Linked DNA regions of Mus musculus: regions 2 and 3 are each linked to region 1. A link is a contact called in public promoter capture Hi-C data. All regions are on one chromosome and are shown on one strand. Each heading gives the region's core, a stretch centred on a gene start, on an enhancer-like site or on the middle of the called end of the contact. The rest is flanking DNA. Distances are from core to core; before and after follow the strand shown.

Evidence for each region. Promoter capture Hi-C pulls out the DNA fragments that hold promoters and counts their contacts.
Region 2: a contact with region 1 is called in a promoter capture Hi-C map of second pharyngeal arch cranial neural crest. The contact joins the promoter of Rc3h2 here to the promoter of Acbd5 in region 1. A contact is called at or near these places in 4 of 39 promoter capture datasets (cranial neural crest, maxillary cranial neural crest, pre-B cells and 1 more).
Region 3: a contact with region 1 is called in a promoter capture Hi-C map of pre-B cells. The contact joins the promoter of Pdcl here to the promoter of Acbd5 in region 1. A contact is called at or near these places in 3 of 39 promoter capture datasets (cranial neural crest, pre-B cells and second pharyngeal arch cranial neural crest) and 1 of 9 other capture datasets (pancreatic islet).

Annotation. Positions count from the first base shown.
Region 1 is chr2:23,067,207-23,071,213 of GRCm38.p6, reverse strand. It overlaps Acbd5 (acyl-Coenzyme A binding domain containing 5), which reads right to left and starts at 2,142. Exons shown (of 14, transcript NM_001355637.1): 1 at 1,930-2,142; 2 at 1,595-1,763. The coding sequence starts at 1,944.
Region 2 is chr2:37,421,104-37,425,110 of GRCm38.p6, reverse strand. It overlaps Rc3h2 (ring finger and CCCH-type zinc finger domains 2), which reads left to right and starts at 2,208. Exons shown (of 22, transcript NM_001100591.1): 1 at 2,208-2,344.
Region 3 is chr2:37,357,627-37,361,633 of GRCm38.p6, reverse strand. Pdcl (phosducin-like) reads left to right here and starts at 2,302. Exons shown (of 4, transcript NM_026176.3): 1 at 2,302-2,491.

The DNA.
Region 1 (4,007 bases), core at 893-3,392:
ATTTAAAAAATCTCCATATCTGGAGCTGGAGAGGTGGCTCAAGTGTTAAGAGCACTAGCCACTCTTCCAAAGGACCTGCGTTCAAATCTCAGCGCCCACATAACAGTTCATGATCATAACTGTAACTCCAGTTCCAGGGGATCGGACATTCTCACACAGACATACTTGGGGGCAGAACACCAATGTAAATAAAATTTAAAACAATTTTTTTAGTAAATGTCTAATTGAGTTCTTATGCTATTTTCTTTTTTGTTTTTTGAGACAGGTTCTCATTATCCAGATCAGACTGGCCTTGAACTCGTAAGATCCAACTGCCTTTGCCTCTGGAGTCCTGAGATTAAAGGCATCCATCACCACACTGGTCTTATTACTCCTTCCTTCCTTCAGCTTATTTGGACTTACCCTTTAGTCTTCACTGTGTTCTCCTCCAATACAAAGTGAAACATAGACAACACCATGGAGCCTAGAGCTTCTACACAGTAAGCAAGTGATCCACTGCCAAATCAAAGCTCCAGCCCTCCTGATCCTCCAAGAAAGCTGGCATCGCAAAGCAGCCTGTGCCACTGATTCTGAAGGTGTGCAGGAACTAAATAAGGGCTTTGTACATGCCAACACATGCCCTACAAGCTTCCAAAACTATGCCTCCGGAAAATTTCTTACTGGAATGAACTATGCTTACTACTAATTTTTTAGCCAAATGATGATACATGAAAAGTGGGAAGATAGCTGGGCAATGGTGGCACACGCCTTTAATCCCAGCACTTGGGAGGCAGAGGCAGGCGGATTTCTGAGTTCGAGACCAGCCTGGTCTACAAAGTGAGTTCCAGGACAGCCAGGGCTACACGGAGAAACCCTGTCTCGAAAAAAAAAAAAAAAAAAAAAAAAGAAAAAGAAAAGAAAAGTGGGAAGACATTAAATACTATACAAATATAGTAATGTTATGTTTGACTTGGCCTACAAATCTAGCACACACAATAAAAATGCTTAAGATAATTTTAATCTAATTTATTATGAAAAGTAAATCACAATGCAAATGGATATAAAATTTCAAAGTAAAAGTCTCTCTTCCCAAGCTTCTCTATTTAGAACACTGAAAAAAAAATTTAGTGATGGAAAAAAAAATCCTTAACACTGGTCAGACAAAATTATAAAAAGTTTTACAAGCTGTTGCCAGGATACACACAAAGAAAACCGTACCTGACACATCATAGTCAAAATAATCATTTTACACGAGAATATAGTTGTCCTTTCCTTTCCGCTTCATATCAAAGTTTCTGAAGGTTCGGATTACACTTTTGAGTTAGGTAGCACCAGACATCCCTCCCCAGTTTTTGTTTTTGTTTTTTAACTTTCCCAAATCCACAGTCATTAAGTGATAAGACTTGTTCTCAAGAATATAAACTACTTAAAACCTAGATAATACGTCGCCTTTGGCCTCAAAAATCAGCGGTAATTAATTAGCATTCAATACCATTCTTTCAATTACATTTCTTTCAATTACATTTCTTTTAATGACAGAGCGAGAGGGGGCGCTAAATAAGGTAGACTAGAAGCAGCTGGAAAAGGTCTTTTACCTAGAGCCCACTGCACATACCATTTTTCGGCAAACTCTGGATCACCTTCACGGCCGCCTCAAATCTGGTTTCATACACTGACGGTGTGTCCGCCATCTCCAGCTGCCAGCGCCGGCCTCGGTCCCAAGGTCTGTCCGCGGTAATCACACAGCAGCAGCAGCACCAGCTTCCCCAAGAGCCTGCATGAAACTGAACACCGAGCGCAGCAGCGGATTAATGACAGGAGCATAGCTGGTCAATTCCCCTTTGCCTGCCCAATCAAGGCCACATCAACTCAGGTGGCCCGGTTCCTTCCTCCTTCGTGGGGCGTGTCTAAGAGTACATCCCAGCCAACAAAAACAGCCAAACAACTCACCGCGAGGAAGAGCATCTCTAGCAGCAGGCCTTGGAGGTTGAGCCGCCCGTGATAGCGGACCCTTTCTCCCACCCGGAAGATGCCGGCCAACCAATCACACCCCCCATTCCTGAGAAGTTCTGCCGTCGGTGGGCAGCCGCCCCACAGCCCCGCCCCAGAGTCACCGGAGGACCCACTAGCCTCCGCCGCCGCGGCCGCCGTGCAGCAAACCCCACCCACCCGCTCCGCCGCGGTGACGTGCACGGGCTGCGCGTTCTCAGAGGAGGGGAAAAGAGGCTGCAAGGCGCTCCGGCTGGGGTTGGTCTGTGGAGAACCCGGTGCTTGTTTATGTTCGGGCTGAGGACAGCAAGCCTGGTGACGCGCTAGGATTCTATGCCAGGTCCTAAAGGTGGCCCCTGGATACCGCTAGTGTTTAAAGAAAAGAAAAACACAAGAGTCGGTGGTCCTCAATGCCTAGCCTCGGGGTTAAACCGGAGAAGGGAGTGAATCATAAAAGTGGCTTCAAAACTTCTTTTGACATTTACTCTCTGTGACCTAGGAGAAGGCACTTGACCTCTTCTGTGGATATACAACACGCTAAAGGGGAGAAAGGGAGGATTAAGGGCAAGGATGGAAGGGCTTAGCCCTGGCCCCCAAGTCTGGGACAGCTTTCACCGTCTGGCCCCAAGGGTGGCCGCGGAGAGAGCAAAGGTGAGCGGTGGCGGCCTGCTGCGCAACACCTCCACTACCCACTCTCCAGGCCCAGGAGACAGGCACAGCCACGTCCAGCTCCGCCGGAGGCTAGGGATGGAGATGGTCGGTGAACAACGTAATGCCCGCGTTGTAGGCACTTAGGAAGCTCCCCGCAGGCGTAGAGTGCCGTGGCCTGGAAATCTCAAGGACGCCCCGCTGGGAACGTCAGTTTTGTCGGTTTAGGATGGGTTGGGAAGATTACTCGTAAAAATCTAGTTGCGAACTATAAGTCACTCTTCCCTTGGAGCCGCGATGTCGGCATTTACCTTGATATAGCCAAATGACTGGCAAGGCCTGTCCGTTTTGTCTCGACGCCTGCCCCGCACCTTGCCCCCGCGGGCTTATGGGAACTGTAGTCCCCCGGCGCTTCCGGACACCTTCCTCTGTAGGCTGGCGTAGTCCCCCTCCGGTTCCGGTTCGGTTTTTCCTTGTAGCCCACCCTTCCTGTGTGTGGCGGAAGTTCCTTTCTTCCGGATTGCGTTTGGGGCGTCTCCGAAGTACTTCTTAAGCTTCGAGCAGAAAGGAATCCTCTGACATAGCTTGTTTATCTGGGTATTGAGAACAGTGTCGTCTGAAGAGTTCTTTCAGGGCTCATGCGGCCTGTATTCAAAAGTACCCCAGAAACAGTTCCGGACTCACTGATCGTTTAATCAAAAAGACCAAAGGCACTGGAGGAACGCAGGCTTCACTAGAGAACCGCTCCCTAGTACTTCACCGCCTTCATATGTGTGATGTTTGGCAAACGTATGATCTGTTTCAAAAGCACTGTAAGGTGTTGATAGATGAGGAAATGATAGTTGACTTGCCCAAGGTCCTAAAATTTAATGATTTAGCAAGCGAGTGTCAGTCAAATCATAAAACCTGCTATGAATATGTGACTTGTCCTAATCATGTAAAAGGGAAACACAAGTTTTCTAACCTTCTCAACATGAGAACGCTTTGTGTGTTTATCTTTGCCTCACCTACTCTTTTCTTGAACTTGGGTGCTTCTCAGTCACTCCTAGTATACTCAGGTATATATATTCTGAAAAAGTGTTGGGTGTTTATTTTTAATACTTGATTTCGACAACTGCTCATTAGACTTATGTAATGAGCTACCCTACTGGTTCTGTAGATCATTAGTTACTAATGACAGACTAATGACAGCATATTTTGCCAGTGATTGCACTGAATTTATTTATTATAATTTGTTGTTGTTGTTTTCAAGACAGGGTTTCTCTGTATAGCCCTGGCTGTCCTGGAACTCACTCTGTAGACCAGGCTGGCCTCGAACTCAGAAATACACCTGCTTCTGCATCCCGAGTTATGGTGTTTCATCACTGCAATAATAACTCAAACTAACACAG
Region 2 (4,007 bases), core at 959-3,458, about 14 Mb before region 1:
TGGACTGCTCTTCCAAAGGTCCTGAGTTCAAATCCTAGCAACCACATAGTGGCTCACAACCATCCATAATGAGATCTGACGCCCTCTTCTGGTGCATCTGAAGACAGGTACAGTGTACTTATAATAATAAATAAATCTTAAAAAAAAAAAAGAACCTACCTACTGGTTTATATATGTACTAAAAGGTAGATAAACAGATTACCAACTGTCATAGGGCTTGTATTTTAATGGAGGTAGACAAACAATTGTTAAGTTTTTGAAATTAATTTGGAAAAATGCCAGTGATTAAAAAATGATAGGGAAAGCTGGGTCGTGCAGATATCAAGGATCAAGGCCAGCCTGGTCTATAGAGTGATTCCAGGACAGCCAAGACTATACAGGTTTTTGAGCCCTGTCTAAAAAACATAATAGGGAAAGGAAGGTGTGATTGTTAACTTTTAATGTGGTTTTCCATGTTTGGGGAATGTTTCCTGTGTGAAATGGAAAAATATCAAATGGAAGTAGAATGGAAAATGCACACACAGTAGGTTAGGGAACATGTATATATAAAATTACTCATCACTGTCCAGTTGAAAAGAACAGAAATGTGCCAGGTGGTGATGGTGCACACCTTTGAGCCCAGCACTCCAGAGGCAGAGTGAGTTCCAGGAAAGCCAGGGCTACACAAGAAACCCTGTCTTGAAACAAAAACAAAAAGAAAATACCAAAATGTACACCTGATTGTTGGGAAACTTTCTTTTTTGATTAACATAATTGGATGAAATTATGAATAATGAGTTATTAATGTATAGCTGGTGGGGCTGCCAGGTGGTGGTACATGCCTTTAATCCCAGCACTTGGGAAGCAGTCAGATCTCTGCGTTTGAGGCCAGCCTGGTCTACAGAGCTAGTTACAGGCTAGCCAAGGCACCAGAAAACAAAACAAACAACAAACAGGTGGGGCCAATGGATCTTTCACAAAAAAAAACAAAATGCAAAAACTAAAAAGCCGATCTTGTCACACTTGCCAGAAGCTTTGTGTCACTGGAGCTGCAGTTGTAAGCAGTTCAGTCTATGATTCTGCCTGGACCTTTCAATTGCTGGGTTCACAGGGATGCACCATCACATCTGCATTTTTTTTTAAAGATTTATTTATTTATTATATGTAAGTACACTGTAGCTGTCTTCAGACACTCCAGAAGAGGGCATCAGATGTGAGCCACGGTGTGGTTGCTGGGATTTGAATTCAGGAACTTCAGAAGAACAGTCGGTGCTTTTAACCACTGAGCCATCTCGCCAGCCCCACATCTGGATTATAACTCATGTATATTTAAAGCTTCATTAGAGAAATTTCCATATTCTAACTTACATACAGATTATTATCATGGATGTTGCTGAACATTTTGTTTCACATTCAGTTGCACATCATTAGCATAGATTCACAATATTAACCTTTTAGGATTACTTTGATAAATTAACTATAAAACTAAAATGCTTTTAAAATATCAGTTATCATACAGCCTGGCATATTTGTTTATAATTGTTGCTTTTCTCATCCTTATTTTCAGTCTTTCTTCATAATTCCTACCTTACAGGTTGCCATAAGTCCTCTAACAAATATTGAGTTATAATTCCAAAACTTGTAAAATTTGATCCTTCTCACTTTTGAGGCATCTGGGATTTTAGATGAGGTAGGTGGGTTTGCCAAACGTTTTCACTTTGGTCCTGGTTTTTGTAAACTGGAGAATTATTTGCTAATCTGGTTAGTATCTCACTACAAAGAGAGTAAAGTAGACTGTAACATAGATGAAGCAGGTTCTGCTCTATGGATGATAAATTTAACGTTGGCTCAATCTTGCAAGCCTCCTGGTCAAGGCTTAGATGTGCAGGGAGTTTCCCATAAGGCCCTTCGTCTTGCCTAGTCCTCGCATCATCTCCCACAGTACTCTGGGGTTCCTTTGTCATGTGACGAGGGTGGCTTTCTTCTTCAGAGGGAAACTGATGCGCAGTTCTGGTGGCCGGGCCACTACGCTTCCCTTCTGCCCCAACTCCCGGGCTTGCGTAATCTCGCGTGAAGTGAACAGTATCTTCTCGCGAGAGCTAAATCGGGATCCCTCCAGGTCCGCCTCCGTGGTGAGGAGGAGGAGGAGAAGGAGGAGGAGGAGGCGGAGGGAGGGAGGAGGAGGAGGCCCCGTCGCGGCCTTCGCCGCCGCCAACGGGGCTGTCCCTGTAGCTCCCGATGGAGTTTGAGGCCCTGAAACCGCCGCCGAGCTCTGCCCCGGCGAGACGAGGCGCCTCCGTCGCCGAGCCGCGCCGTCGCGGGGCCCCCGGGAGCGGCCCTTAGCGACCCCGCCCGGGCCCCTCAGGTAGGGCGGGGGCGGGCAAGATGCGGCTGGGGCCCTGGCCCGGCTGCCGGGTCCTCAGAGGTGGGGCGGGGAGCTGTCTCTGCCCGGCGGCCTGTGCACGGTGGCCGCCGGTACCCCGAGGGTTGGGAGTCGCGGGCCGCACCTGACACGACAGAGAGGCCCCTCGCTCTGGTAGGGCTTTTTGATGCGAAGCGAAACGCTCAGATGGCCACCTTTCTCCAGCACCGGCTGAAGGGACGCCTCTGACCACTGAGGATCCCACCCGAACAGAGGCCGGCTTCCTTCTTTGCTTAACCCATGTAGGAAGAGGGGCTTTCGAAAAGGTCCCCGAGATCAGGTCCTGTCTTAGCGTTTTCTTTTCAGCCCTTGGGCTTACCGAGACCACAGCGCTGGGATGGAGGCGATCTGAGTGTTGTAAATAGGGACCCTGGCTAAACAATGCCCAGGGAGGGCTTAACCTCCCTGGAGGGAGATGGCTGGACCAGGGGATGTGACTAGGAGCGATGGCATGAAGCACAGCCAGGGAATTCTGCTATAGTTTTCTTTCCCCCTTTCTTATTATTTTCCTTGGGGGAGCCTCATAAGGAGACTCTTCCACCATCTTAGGAGAATGGTAGAAAGCATCTTTGTTTCTAAGAGAAACAGCTGTACTTTTCTGTCGTTAGGAAGGAGATAAGGGTAGCTGTCATTTCCATCCTTGAAATCACCAGAGTTTTTAAGATACTGGCAGACACAGCCTTCAGACCAAAATAGTCTAAAGTAATCACAGACATTAAGTATTCAAATTCAGTGATTCTCAACCTGTTTAGATTTTTGTTTAAGCTCCACCTCGGTTCTTTTTAATCCCACTGTCCTCCTAACCTTAGGACCCTAAGGAATTTCTTCTCATCTTGACCCACTGTAATTAGAGTTGACTTTATATCCCGAATAAAGTGTTAAAAGTGTTTTACAAATCTTCCTGTCATTTTTAGTAGTCAGGCTTTAAAGTTCCAGTAAAAACTTGGAGTTAACCAGAGAAAGCTAATAATGGCACACTAAAGTGATATTATTTGACAGAAGGAAAGAAACGAATGTTCTAGTTGGTGGGTCTAGTCTCTTTGTGGTTAACTTGTATACACAGCCTAAGACTTGGACTCATTAAGAATAGTTTGTAGATTCCTGTTTTTACCTTTTATGTGGTTAAAAAACTACATCACTGATCTGACATCAATATCCATGTTAAATTGTTTACTTAAATTGTTTACTAACACAGTCAGTTCTTGAAAACCCAGAGACTATTCTATCCTATTAAAGGCTATTTTCCAATATTACCATTGTTTTGTTGATTTGGTGATTCATGTTTCCCACATTCAGAGTTTGGAAAATTGCTTGAAGGACAAAACACTTAATATATTTTCTAGTCTTGTTTAGGGAAGACAGGTACCATAATTAAACAGGCTTTTATTCTTCGAGAATTGAATTGAAATCTAATTCATTAGTGGAGCCTTTGAATTACCCCATGAGTTATTGTTGTGTTAGTATGACATGCAAGAAGACGTTCTTGTTCATGTTTTCATTAATTTAGTTTCTGTGTTTGTAATTTGCTGCCTTCCAGTTGTCAGAGGCATTATTTTCTACACTTAGGATTTTATATTTTAAGACTAGAGCCTGTACGTTATGTGAT
Region 3 (4,007 bases), core at 1,053-3,552, about 14 Mb before region 1:
TCAATTGAGGAAATACCTCCATGAGATTCAGCTATAAGTCATTTTCTTCATTATTGATCAATGGGGGAAGGCCTAGCCCATTTTGGGTGGTGCCATCCCTGGGCTGGTGGTCCTGGGTTCTATAAGAAAGCAGACTGAGCAAGCCATGGGGAGCAAGTCAGTAAGCAGCATTCCTCCACGGCCTCTGCATCAGCTCTTGCCTCCAGGTTCCTGCCCTGCTTTAGTTCCTGTTGTAACTTCTTAGGGATGAACAGTGATATAGATATGTAAGCTGAATAAACCCTTTCTTCTCTTAAGTTGCTTTTTGGTCATATAGTTTCATCACAACAATAGAAACCCTTTGTCGGGGGGTCACAGATGCAAAGGCTTATTATATGTGACTTCTGAGGAGTCTAATTTTAATCATAGCTGTGTGGGTACCACCGTGGGCATTCTTGAAATAATCAGTTCTCTCTACGTGGTCTTAGTGCTGTCCATAGATCATCATGCTCACCATTCTGATGTCTATAAGCCTGAAGGAAGATTACAGATTAGAGCATCATTTGACTGGTGTTCTCTGATTCTCTACCACCACCCCAACCCCTGTAACTTTGACAAGTTAATTATTAAGAGTATGATCTGGGTAGTAAGACAAAAGCAGCAGTGAAAAGTAGGCTTGCTAAGTGCTGGGGTCAGGCTAACCCATTCATTGGCTACTCATTTGCTTTCTCCTGTGGGCCTGCACCAGGGCACGGAACCCAGGTCCTCTGGAAGAGCATTATAGTACTAAAATGCTGAGCCATCTCTCCAGCCCCTCTCGTCCTCCACCTCCTCCACACACTTCTACAACAGAGACTGCAGCTTACACATGTTCTTGAAACTAAGCTCAAGGTCCTCAGAGCAGCAGATGGTCTTCTTGGTTGATGAAAGAACTCAGTGGGGAAACCCCCACTCAGCTCCCGATTCGGCGTGCACCCAAGAATCACGAATAGAACACAACACCTTGATGTAACAACAAGAGGTTTTTAATGGCGGAGCTCCGGGTCGAAACGTATCTCACATAACAGGAGACAGTGGATTCGACCACGAGGCTTGGAAGCTAGGGGTTTTTATAGAAAAGGAGTGGGGCTGGGGGAGGAATTGGCGCGGTTTCACATGATTGGTCCATTTAAACATCAGCAGCCTGTAACATTTAACTTAGGTCAGAGGGGTGGGAGCTAGGGAGGCGATGGGCTTGCCCGGGCATGTCCTGGTCTGTTCTGCTATGTTCTCAGCCCCAGGTTTCAAAGCTCAGAAACAACTCTTTGGGCTATTTAACATACATTACATGAATTACAGTTTTATTTCCTTTCAGTTGACATCTTTCCAAAGAGACGGTCCAGGAAAAGCCCCAGGTCCCATTTGAGTTTTTCTCCACTCCAGCTCTTGCCTAGCCCTCAGGTTAGGTCTCCAGGTTAACTTGGGGGCACTGGGCACCCTTCAACCTGGGGGCCACAGTATGTTATCCCTGCACAGAACTTGCATGGCAGGGGTAGCAGTGGGGGTGGGATGGCATGGGGAGGTACCTTGCATTTCTGAGTCTAGCCCAAATACTAGCCCAATCCTGGGCCAAATGGGTGGACGTTGGAAGCTTAGTCAGGTCTGATGGCTCATCCAGCTCTCCCACTCCATCACCCCCACCACCCAGTTGGGGCAAGAAGATGAAATTCTAAAATGTGAACATAGACAAATTTGCAGTAACATCTAGGTGGTCCTAGAAACAGGAATCAAGAAACCCCCTTTTCAAATTAAGAGCCCTATCTTAAACGCTGCATTTTATACAAATCGAGCAAATTTGATATGTTTTAATTAGCACACGGTTTAATTTGCAATCTCACAGTTGTGTACAAGACACGCCAACTAAGCAGTTTGAAATCATTTGAGGTTTAACAAAAGTTTTCAAACATAGGGTAGTTTCCTTGACTTTTTTTTTAATCTAGAATTTTCAAAGGTAATCATTATACATAACTGTTGTAAACTCTGTAAACTACAGAGTCAACTATTTGACTAACATTAGTTGATAAGAGTTATTCAAATTTCTTCAGTTGTCCATGCTCGTTTCCAGTCCAGCAATCCAATTCAGGTTGTCATACAACTTCTGTTCTTTGAGTTACTTATTCTTGAAGAAGTTAATGTTTTCGAGTTATTTTTCGCCTTAATATTCCTTTGTAATTTGTCTCGAAACTTGGAACGTAAGTTAATAAAAATTTCATATTTAACTAGAAATACACATCTACGAGTTTTGTCCTAAGCTAAGACCCGTAGCTCCTCCTCAGACGCCGAGATAAGCTTCTTGTGATTGGGTAGCGTGCGTCCGCCGCGACGCCGGAAGGCCGTGTGATTGGTCCGCAGAGTCCACGGCAGCTTTTTCTCTGTCGCTCAAGGCTTTCGGCCACTTCTCTTTCTCTAGGCGAGCGTCCTTTGTTGGTGACAGGAGCTGCTAGTCTAGAAGGAGCAGACTGAGCGAGGCGAGGTAACTAACTGCGCAGGCGTCGGCAAGGAGGAAGCGGCGGGCCTAGACATGGGTGGGGCAGGAGTTTACGCGCCTTGGGCGAACTACTTTGCTTCCCGGCTCCTGGATCCCAATTCCTCTGTACTTCTCAAATTCCTTTGGAGACTCGGAGCGTCCCTCCTCAGTACCGCCCTCTTCACTGTGCCCTCCCCTGCCCTGTCCTCCTCGCTACTCCGCCTCCTCAGCCCCACCTTCCTTATGGCTCCGCCTTCTCCACTCCGTCCTTACAGCTCTGCTTTACTTAACATCCTGTCCCTGCCCTTTTGTCCCATAAGCTCCGCCTTCCTGGAAGCTTAGCCCCGCCCTTCTGTGTTCCACTTGTGCAGCCCTGTCTTCTTCACTGTCCTACTTTCTCTTAACACTCTTAACTGCCTCTCTTGGAAGCCTTTCACTGGCCCTGCCCATATCACTGCTCCTCCTTTTCTGTGCCTCTCCTTAGCTCCACCCTCTTCATGATCCTCCACCTCTTCAAGTTTACTATCCCCACTTGAGGTTTACTTTCTGCACTGCGGGTGCATGCCACTTCTGTCTGCCAGTGTTCTCACCTCTCAGCAGCCCAGTCTCCTCAGTACACTCCTCCTCTTCTGGCCCCGTTTTTCACTCATCGGACCGAGTTGTGGCCCTCTGGCACATCCCAGACAAGGAAATTGTAAAAGTTTTCTTCCTTCCCCTGGTGCTGGCACTTTCCTCTTGGTTGCTGTTCAGCGTGCACAGTGCTCTGTCCTGACTGGAATCTGCTGTGTGGGAGAGAGGTAAATTGTAATAGAGTAAATACCATATGTTAAGTCTCTTCTGAAGGCAGCGCAGTGTTGATATTTGGTATGCTTAGAGGAAGGACGTTTTTGTTTGTTTGTTTTTGTTTTTGACTAGTCATTCCTGCCGGAGTCTTTTTTTAATTTATTTTAATTAATTAATTAATTTTTTTTTTTTTTTTTTTTTTTTTTTTTGAGACAGGGTTTCTCTGTGTATCCCTGGCTGTCCTGGAACTCACTCTGTAGACCAGGCTGGCCTCGAACTCAGAAATCTGCCTGCCTCTGTTTCCCAAATGCTGGGATTAAAGGCGTGGGCCACCACTGCCCTGCGCTACTGGAGTCTTAAACAGACTTCTAAAGCACTGAACTGTACCTTTTCCCAAAACATCTGGGTCCTAGGTGTTCTTTAACCATCTGGCTCTTATTTAAGTTTTGTCGTGGAGACTTGCTGGTTATAATTGGTCCAGCTTGAGACCATGTATCTAGGCTCTTAGTGAGGCAAGGAGTGAATGACTTAGTTTCAACAGTATACCTACCCTTGGTAGTCCCTTTTGAAGTTTTCCCTGAGGACTTTCTCCCAATTTGTTAGCAGTCTTAAAACTAAAAGTGTATACGAATAAAAACCACACCAAAAGATTCCTCTTACCCAGTTCACACAAGTAGACAGTAATGCCCCTCTCAGGCTCCTGGAAGTCATACATCAGTGGGTCTGTTAACAGCTTCAG